Linked DNA regions of Hordeum vulgare: region 1 is linked to region 2. The links are chromatin contacts, called in public Hi-C maps. All regions are on one chromosome and are shown on one strand. Each heading gives the region's core, a stretch centred on a gene start, on an enhancer-like site or on the middle of the called end of the contact. The rest is flanking DNA. Distances are from core to core; before and after follow the strand shown.

Region 1 (4,257 bases), core at 1,175-3,674, 550 kb before region 2:
AGATAGCTGTTCTAGTAAATACAAATCATTTAGGAATTCATGAACTAAGTTTTTATGAACCTCATTGGTGTGTTTTACATCGAAGCCACCGCTTACCGAAAAATATTCTTTAAGTTGTGACTGAATTACATCACTCCAAGTAATAAAAACGTTAAAATAGATCAAGTCAAGGACAATATAGTATTTTCAAGAAAAGAGGGAGTGCGCCTGGTCTTTGCATAGACAGGGACAATTATATATGCTCGGAAAATTAATCCTATAGCCCAATCATCTACCATTGTCTTCTTCTTCTGTGAAGGAACCAATGTCAGTTTTAACAGCTACACTTATGTATACCTGGTAGCAGGAGCACTCCATGTCTTGCAGCTTTGCACAAAAATATGTATTTTGTGATCGTTTTGGATCCACACAACACAGGACTTACATACAGGCAAAACAGTCATACGGCATACTCTCTCCGTCCCAAAATAAGTGTCTTAAGCTTAATACAATTTTGTACTAGAGCTAGTACAAAGTTAAGACAGTTATTTTGGAACAGGGGTTACATATAAAATTCATTTAGACATTGCAGAGAAACAAATAAAAAGCATGTTGCAGCCGAATCATTAACCAAGAAAATCAAGGAACTAAAGAAATGCACTCCATTATTCAGAAGTCCAGCATTTGCCTAACAGTCCAATAGCACACATAAAATGGCAATCATCACATGGCACCAAATCATAATGTATTCACGACCCCGCTCTTAAATATTCCAAGTAGAAGTATTGTTTTATAGAAAATAGGCATAAGTGGCATTAGAAAAATACTGAAACCAGGACGAAGAAATCAAGGGCAATTTTTCTTCTTGTTGGTCTCATGGACCATGGCAGAATATTCAGCAAGTATACGAGGTCCACCGTGACGTGGGGGACACATCAGATTCGAGAAGTAGCTGGAAAACGAGGGCCCGGTCGAAACAGGTGGCAAGAAGGATTAGTTTAGTTTAACCAACTATTTTCTTTCCATTTGTTTTATTTTTGCGGGTAATTTTCTTCCCATTTCATCAGGATAAAAGAAATAACTACTCCCTCCGTCCGAAAATACTTGTCTGTATCTAGACTTATTTTAGTTATAGATACATCCATTATATCCATTTCTAGGACAAGTATTTCCCGACGGAGGGAGTATATTCTTATATTTTTCCCTTGATTTGTACTAGCATTCCGAAATCTGGTTAAAAAACAGAGCTACCCTCTGATGGAGAATCGATTTACTCCCGTTGATACGCGAGGTGATCTCGAACTGAGACAACAGTTTGAGCGGCTCGGAGGATGAGAAACCGCAGCAACTACCGAACATTTCTATCCCGGAAGGGATCCACAAACGAAACGACGAAGCCACCGAGTACTTCTCCGAGAAAAAATGACAGGAGGCTCCAAAAATTCGTGCCCGACATTCGCGAAAATGCTGCTGCAGCCTAGAGGCCACACGAGGTATGCAGTAGCAGCAGATCCGATCGAAATTCCCAAGCCCCGGGGCCAAGACGAGGGAAATGGAAATTAGTGGGCGGAGAAAGGGGAAGGAAGGGGGGAGGTACCTTGCGGCGAGGACGACGACGAGGCCGGTGAAGGTGGGGCGGTTGTTGAAGGCCCGGGACGCGCTCTCCCACGCGAACGCCGTCCACCTCATCTTCCTCCCTCCGGTACGCTTTGCTCTTCCTCCGGGGCTCCGGTGATCCTGGAACGTACTGGCGGCGGCGGCAGCAGGAGTAGAAGAAGAAAAAGAAATGGCCACCTCGCTCGCTCGCCTCGCCCGTGAACTGTTTATATGCTGCTAGTACGCGTCTGCACTTTTTTCTTGCCGTGGTTGGCGCCGTGTTGGTGCCGGTGCGGCGAGGGGTTGGTGTGACTGCTGGGCGGGCCCGGACGGGCGGAGGGAACATGGGTCGTCAGTTCCGGACCTGTGGTAGACACACGTGGTTGGCGTGCTAAAGCGGCCTCGCCCAACGCCCCTTCGCTCCCTCCCTCCTTCCTCTCAATCACTTTGGGCGTGTTTGGTTCGTTTGTATTGCATCTGGCTCGCATCCATCATGCAAAATATAGATTGTTTGGTATGCTGTATGTGTAGTTGGACCTGGCCCGACAGATGCAAAAAACGCCTCCGGGCCAGGCTGCGGGGAAACGCAAGTTCGGGCCGTTTCCGCGAGCCTGCACCCGCGCGTGCAGCGACCCGCGCGTGCATCGCTCTCGCCTGGAGGATAGGGTTCCCTCCCGACGCATCGCTCTCGTCCTACGCGCCGCTCTCGTCCTCGCGCCGCGCCGCGCTCCCGTCCCCGCCCCCGCCCCCGCCCCGGCGAGCCGCTCCCGTCCCCGCCCCCGCCCCGGCGAGCCGCTCCCGTCCCCCCGCGACCGAATCTCCTGCGGCGCCGTCCCCCTCCAACTCCAATGGTGAACCCGTCGGAGCTCTACCACCGGATCCTCGACGTCCCCAGGGGCACCTCGTTGCAGGGGCTCCGCGCCGCGTACAAGGGCCTCGCCAGGAAATGGCACCCCGACAAGCACCCGCCGGCCTCCAAGCCCGAGGCCGAGGCGCGCTTCAAGGCCATCACCGAGGCCTACGAGGTGAGTGCCCCGCCGCCTCTTCCCCGGGCACCTCCCTGCGTGCGCGCGTCGCCGCCGTGGGAATCGCGTTCTTGATTCGCTGTGCTCGCGCGCGTCGGCGTGGGCTTCCTTTGGTTGTGCAGGCGCTCCTAGACCAGCAGGAGAACAGGGCGGTGTTCGGGGTGTGCAACGACGACCGGGCCAGCGAGATGTTCGGGACGTTCGGCTCCGGAGGCGGCGGCGGCGCGCGCATGGCGAGGACGCGCAGCGACGACTTCTCCATGAGGAGCGCGCCCGCCACGCCGGCCAGGGAGTTCACCAAGGTCTACAGCTCCGGCAACACGGGCGGGCGCCGCGCCTTCGCCGAGTTCTTCAGCTCCATCATGCGCAAGGCGCTGCCGCTGGAGCGCACCCTCGAGTGCAAGCTGGAGGAGCTCTGCCGGGGCAGCAAGAAGCAGGTCAAGTTCACCCGCGACGTCGTCACCAAGAACGGGTACTGCTCGTATGGAATGTAACTTGAATATGTGAACTTTTAAGATGTATAATATGTGAACTTTTAAGATGTACTGGATTAATATGGATGTGTGGCCCTATAATATGTGAATTTTTAAGATGTATTGGATATTGATTTATGTGTATCGGATATTGATTTATGTGTATTGGATATTGATTGTATCATAAGCTGCTTCTATACCGTACAAACAAACAAGATGCTGCCAATTTTTTAAATTACTTCAACCATATTCTTTCATTATTTCAATCATCAAAGATATTACCAAAACTATCTTGTAATTATTTTATATCTGTTCGACATCATACAACCCACCAAACAATATCTGTTGTATGTTGCATCTCTCATACAACCCAAGATGCAATATACCAAACAAAATCTGAGTTGAACCCAGCTCGTATCATGCACCCAACCAAACACACATCTCATTTTTATTTTGCATCAGGTCAACCAGGCCAGGACCACCCAAGCTCCTTCATGCAATGCATCCTGGATGCACCCAGGCAACCAAACACGCCCAATGTATCCGACGGCTAGCGCGAGAGGGATCGATCCTGCCTGCCCACTGTCGCTGGAGATGGACGAACCCCGACGGCGACACGTCGGTGCATGGTCCGTCCAGGACAGGCCGCCACCACCAGTTGGCGCATCCGCGCTGTCCCTGTGGAACACACGCCTCCTCACTTGTCATTTTTTCCAAAGTTTTTTGTTTGGATTTGTCATTTCATTTCCCCCGACATGGGTAGGGATTGGGACATCCGCGTGACACCACCCCCCCCCCCCCCCCGTCGTCGCTCCTCGCGACTCGGGGGCGAACCCTCCTGCCGCCGGCGGACCCCTCTCCGCCCTTCCACCCGCTTCGTTGCTGTCGGAGGGGATGCCGACAAAGCCGCACGCGCCCCGGGGATGGCTATGGCGGGATCTCGGGCTCTGGCTTTGGCGGCGGGATCGCGGGCTCGGTCGGCGTTGCCCCGCGGGCTATGGTGCTGCGGGATCTGGCCCGCCCGGGCTGCCATGGCGGATTCGGGGCGCGCGACCAGTAGGGAGCGGCGATTGAGCGCGTCTGCGGTGGCAGGGGCGTTGTCTGCGGCAGCCACGGTTTCGGTGGTGTCGGCTCCGATCAGGGGGCGGTGCACCTGGTTATAGTCAGCCGGCGGTGGCTGCTAT
Region 2 (4,766 bases), core at 2,075-4,574:
GCTACGTTCCCCAACAGAAAGACATTATAAAGATGAAGAATTTGAGGCAACCTAATTTCCATTTTTATTTTGCATTTTAAACCAAACTTGTGATAAACAAGATGCTAAAATATTCAATTGCAAGATCTAAATATATACCCTGCAAGCACTCACCTCCCCCGCAACGGCGCCAAAAATATCTTGATGTCTACTATGTAACTTTATTTTTGTAGACTATGTTGGGCCTCCAAGCACATAGTTTTGTTGTATAGTAGCAAAATTCCCTCAAGTGGATGACCTAAGGTTTATCAATCCACGAGAGGAGTAGGATGAAGGTGGTCTCTCTCAAACAACCCCGCAATCAAATTCAAGAAATCTCTTGTGTCCCCGACACACCCAATACAATGGACAATAGTATAGGTGCATTAGTTCGACGAAGAGATGGTGATACAAGTGTAGTATGGATAGTATAAATAGGTTTTTGTAATCTGAAATTATAAAAACAGCAAGGTAGCAAGTAGTTAAAGTGAGCACAAATGACATTGCAATGCTTAGAAACAAGGCCTAGGGTTCATACTTTCACTAGTGCAATCTCTCACTAGTGCTAACATAACCGAATCATATAACCACGCCTCAACATGCGACAAAGAATCACTCCAAAGTTCTTATTAATAGCAAAGAACATACGATGAAATTGTTGTAGGTAGCAAACCACCTCAAAGTTATCCTTTATGAGTAATCTATTAATCTATCCCTATAAGGGTCACAAACAATCCTAGAATTCATACTACAATAACACCGAACAATTTTAGATTCCTCATACTCGATCCAACACAAAGAACTTCAAAGAGTACCCCAAAGTTTTTATCGGGGAAAGTAGGATGAAAACCTATATCAACCTATGTGCCTACATTAACCCATTATCACCTCGGTAATCCGCAAGTTGATTACCAAAACATACATAAGTGACTCAACAGAATACCCCGTTGTCACCACAGGTATCCACGTGCAAGACATACATCAAGTGTTATGAAATCTAAAATATTCAATCTAACATAACAAAACCTCAAAGGGAAAGACTAAATTCATCACATCAAGATAGAGAGGGAAGAACACCATACGATCCAACTTATTAAAAAAGCTCGTGATACATCAAGATTGTGCCAAATCAAGAACACGAGAGAGAGAGAGAGAGAGAGAGAGAGAGAGAGAGATCAAACAAATAACTACTGGTACGTACCCTCAGCCCTGAGGGTGAACTACCCCCTACTAGTCATGGAGACCACCGAGATGATGAAGATGGCCTGTGATAATGACCCCTTTGGCAGGGCACTTCAAAAGGGCTCCAGATGGGATTGCTTCCGAATAGAGGCTTGCGGAGACAGAGCGGAAGTTCTCGGGTTGTTTATGGACTTTCTATATTTAGGAATTTTCATCATCGGTTTCACGCCAGGGGTGCATGAGGGACCGACGTGCTCAGGGTGCGCGCTCTTGGGGGGACCCAGGCTTGTGACTCCCCCGACAATCCTATGGTACATCTCCAAGTCTCCGTGGGTCTTTTCTGGTCCATGAAAAAATACCATAAAATTTCGTGGAAAATTTGGACTTTGTTTGGTATGAATATTTTGCAAAACAAAAAATAGCCAGAAAATAGAAACTGGCACTAGCACTAGGTCAATAGGTTAGTTTCCAACAATCATATAAAAGTGCACCAAAATCATGTAGAACTCAGATAAATATTGCATGAATACTTCATAAATTGTTGGTACATTGGAGACGTAGCAGTTCAGTAGTGCCATCTCTCTCGAAAGTAGAATAATGAAGGGTAAAAAAATTATTGTTGGGTAATTGAACAAACTATGCATTGTTGTAAACATCATTCATGGCTTAATAATTGCATAGGCATTACGTTGGTAATAAGTAGAGCATTAAGCTTACTTGCGTCTATTACTATTACTTCACTCTAAGACTACTATCTAGCATGCATATGAAAGTATTAAGTTCATAATAAATAGAGTAACACAATAATCAAGATGACATAATGTACACCAAGTAAGACCAGTCAATATGATCAAACCCCATTTTTATCCTTAAGTAGCAACCACACAAATACGCACCCTTTTCCTTCCTGTCACTCGACAGGGTCACCGCAAGGTTGATCCTACTACAAAGCACCTCTACCGTAGAAGATAAATCAATCAAACTTGATCAAATTAGACACGTAGATCGGAAAGAAATAGAAATCTATAAAATTAGGCAAATATGAAGGCTAAAGAACTCAAAATATCTCTATGAATAATCTGATTATAAATCCACAATTTATTGGATCCCAACCAACACATCGCAAAATATTACATCCGACTGATCTTAGAGAAGATCATTATATTGAAAATCAAAATAGAGAGAGCAAGCAATCTAGCTATTGTATGGACCCGTAGGTCCTTTAGGAATTACTCAAACATCATCATGGAAGCAACAAGGTTGATGAAGATGGCCTCACCAATGATTTTCCCTCTCCACATAGTATCGATAAAGGACTCCAGAAGGGGTTGCGGTGGAACAGAGGCTTTCGGCGACAATAAATTGTTTCGGGTCTTGCTTCGAGGGTTCCTGAATATTTTAGGAATTTATAGGCCAAAAATAAAGTCAAACGGATCACGAGGGGACCACAAGCCTCCCTGACACACCTACCCCCTAGGGTGCACCCCACTTGTTTGTGGCCCCTCGCGGGTCTTCTTGCCTCCTCCCAAAGCTTCTAGGATCTACTGTAAATCATCAAAAGTCATATCATGTTTGGTTTCGGTAAGTATGGTTTTGCGAAACAAAAATATGCAGAAAACAAGAACTGACACTTGACACTAAATTAACCGCTCAGTCCATAAAATAATATAAAATAACATCTATAATATAAAAATGTAATAATATAATATCCCCCTCCATATCACACTATATGACGTGTTTAGGCTAAATTACCCTACAAAATCATATATTTCGATATAGAGACATATATCCTACAATCAATTAAGATGATTGTCCAATAATATGCTATGTGTATAATCATCTAGTTCTATTTGTGCTGGTTATGGCCGTATTTATTTAAAAAAAAATTCCAGTTCTTGAACTACATACTTGATGGGTATTTTTGTTAATAAAATACCTGCGTACATCATTTTGATGTAAAAGCCGGTGTAATTATTCTAAAAAAATGAATTTATCTTTTTCGTAAATTTCTACGTAAAAATTCATGTGTGCCGTGTCTCACAGTCCTGAGGCTTTTCTTATGGTGAAAATGAAAACCTCGTGTTGCCCTACTAAAAAGATGAAAAAAAGGAAAATCTCGTCTTGCGCTCCTCCTCCTCGATAGAAAAAAAAAGAAAGAGAGGAAAATGTGGTGTTGCCAGTGCTGTACGCTGCCGAGCTCAACCACTCCAGCCTGCTGCTCCGACCAAAGCGTGGAGACGGACGGAGCTACCAATTTGGATCCCTCAGGCCGGTTTCTCGCAGGAGGCAGCGTACGGCGGTGACGCGGCACCCGGCGGGGTCACGGGAGCGCAGGTATGCCGATTTAGGAATTGGGGATTTGTTGAAGTGTGAAGGATGGCTAGAAATTGGAGTCTACTCACTGTTCTTGACGTGATTTGCGAATGTAGGTGCGCAAGCTAGAGCGATTCCGGAAGCACAGCCTTGAATTTGGAGTCGTGCGCGCCCCCCCTTCATCGGTGCGGTGTCCTAGTTGAATGCGTACGAGCAAATGAGGAAGAGCTGTGGCCTCAACTCCGGTCCCGGGAGGCCCTTCAACGACCGCCGGTGGCTGCTCCCCTTCATCGCGAGCCTCCTCGTGTCGGTCACCCTCTTCCTGGCCGCCGCCTGCGGCCTCTTCTCACCGCCCTACTTGGCCGGCGACGACGCCTTCCTATTTGACGTCGTCTCGTTCACCGACTGGGACGACGGAGGCTCACCGTCGCAGCGGGACAGCAGCCAGTCAGTGGAACCCGAGGCAAAGGACCGGCTGCTGGACGACAACGACAACCCCGACAACGCCGCCGTGAACTCTGACGACTCCGACGCCGAGCCGCCCAGGCTGGCGTACCTCCTCGAGGGCACCAAGGGCGACGGCCTGCGGATGCGGAGGGTGCTGCAGGCGATATACCACCCGCGCAACCAGTACATCCTGCACTTGGATCTGGAGGCGCCGCCACGGGAGAGGATTGACCTGGCCATGTACGTCAAGGGGGACCCGATGTTCAGCCAGGTCGGGAATGTGCGGGTGATCGCCAAGGGCAACCTGGTCACGTACAAGGGGCCGACGATGGTCGCCTGCACGCTCCACGCCGTGGCGATCCTCCTCAAGGAAGGCTTGGAGTGGGACTGGTTCATCAACCTCAGCGCCTCAGATTATCCCCTCATGACGCAAGATGGTTAGTGCTCTTGTTCAACATTTCCAGTTTTATTATCCTGCAATTGAGCAACTAAATGGAAGGTGGAGCTGCATTCTCATGATTGGCAAACACAAACCAGCCAATGTGATAACATGGCAATTTCCTTGATTTACCTGCCGAGACTTTACTCCTGTTGTCTGAGATGTTGCACTGCGGAATGGGTTGGGTAACAATATCATGTCATAAGATTGAAATCATTCATGCCATGTGGGCATCGGGGGCATATATGTCGCAATTCCGCTGCAGCCTGGACTAGCATAACTAGATATCTTCTGCATTATCATCACTTGTGCAGAGGATAGACTCCTCATTGAGTAAAGATTGTAAGTGTCGCGAAGCATCACTTTC

The links. A called contact is a pair of places that touch in the nucleus more often than the background predicts.
Region 1: a contact with region 2 is called in a Hi-C map of seedling, with 4 times the contacts expected there. The contact joins the promoter of LOC123408964 here to the promoter of LOC123410222 in region 2. A contact is called at or near these places in 2 of 6 Hi-C or Micro-C datasets (leaf and seedling) and 1 of 1 datasets of contacts at active chromatin or transcription factors (embryo).

Annotation. Positions count from the first base shown.
Region 1 is chr7H:399,770,569-399,774,825 of MorexV3_pseudomolecules_assembly, reverse strand. It overlaps LOC123408964 (dnaJ homolog subfamily B member 3-like), which reads left to right and starts at 2,424. Exons shown (of 2, transcript XM_045101982.1): 1 at 2,424-2,600; 2 at 2,723-3,094. The coding sequence starts at 2,424. The coding sequence ends at 3,094. It overlaps LOC123409722 (external alternative NAD(P)H-ubiquinone oxidoreductase B2, mitochondrial-like), which reads right to left and starts at 1,822. Exons shown (of 10, transcript XM_045102582.1): 1 at 1,577-1,822. The coding sequence starts at 1,668.
Region 2 is chr7H:399,218,673-399,223,438 of MorexV3_pseudomolecules_assembly, reverse strand. It overlaps LOC123410222 (beta-glucuronosyltransferase GlcAT14B-like), which reads left to right and starts at 3,324. Exons shown (of 5, transcript XM_045103129.1): 1 at 3,324-3,534; 2 at 3,630-4,397. The coding sequence starts at 3,731.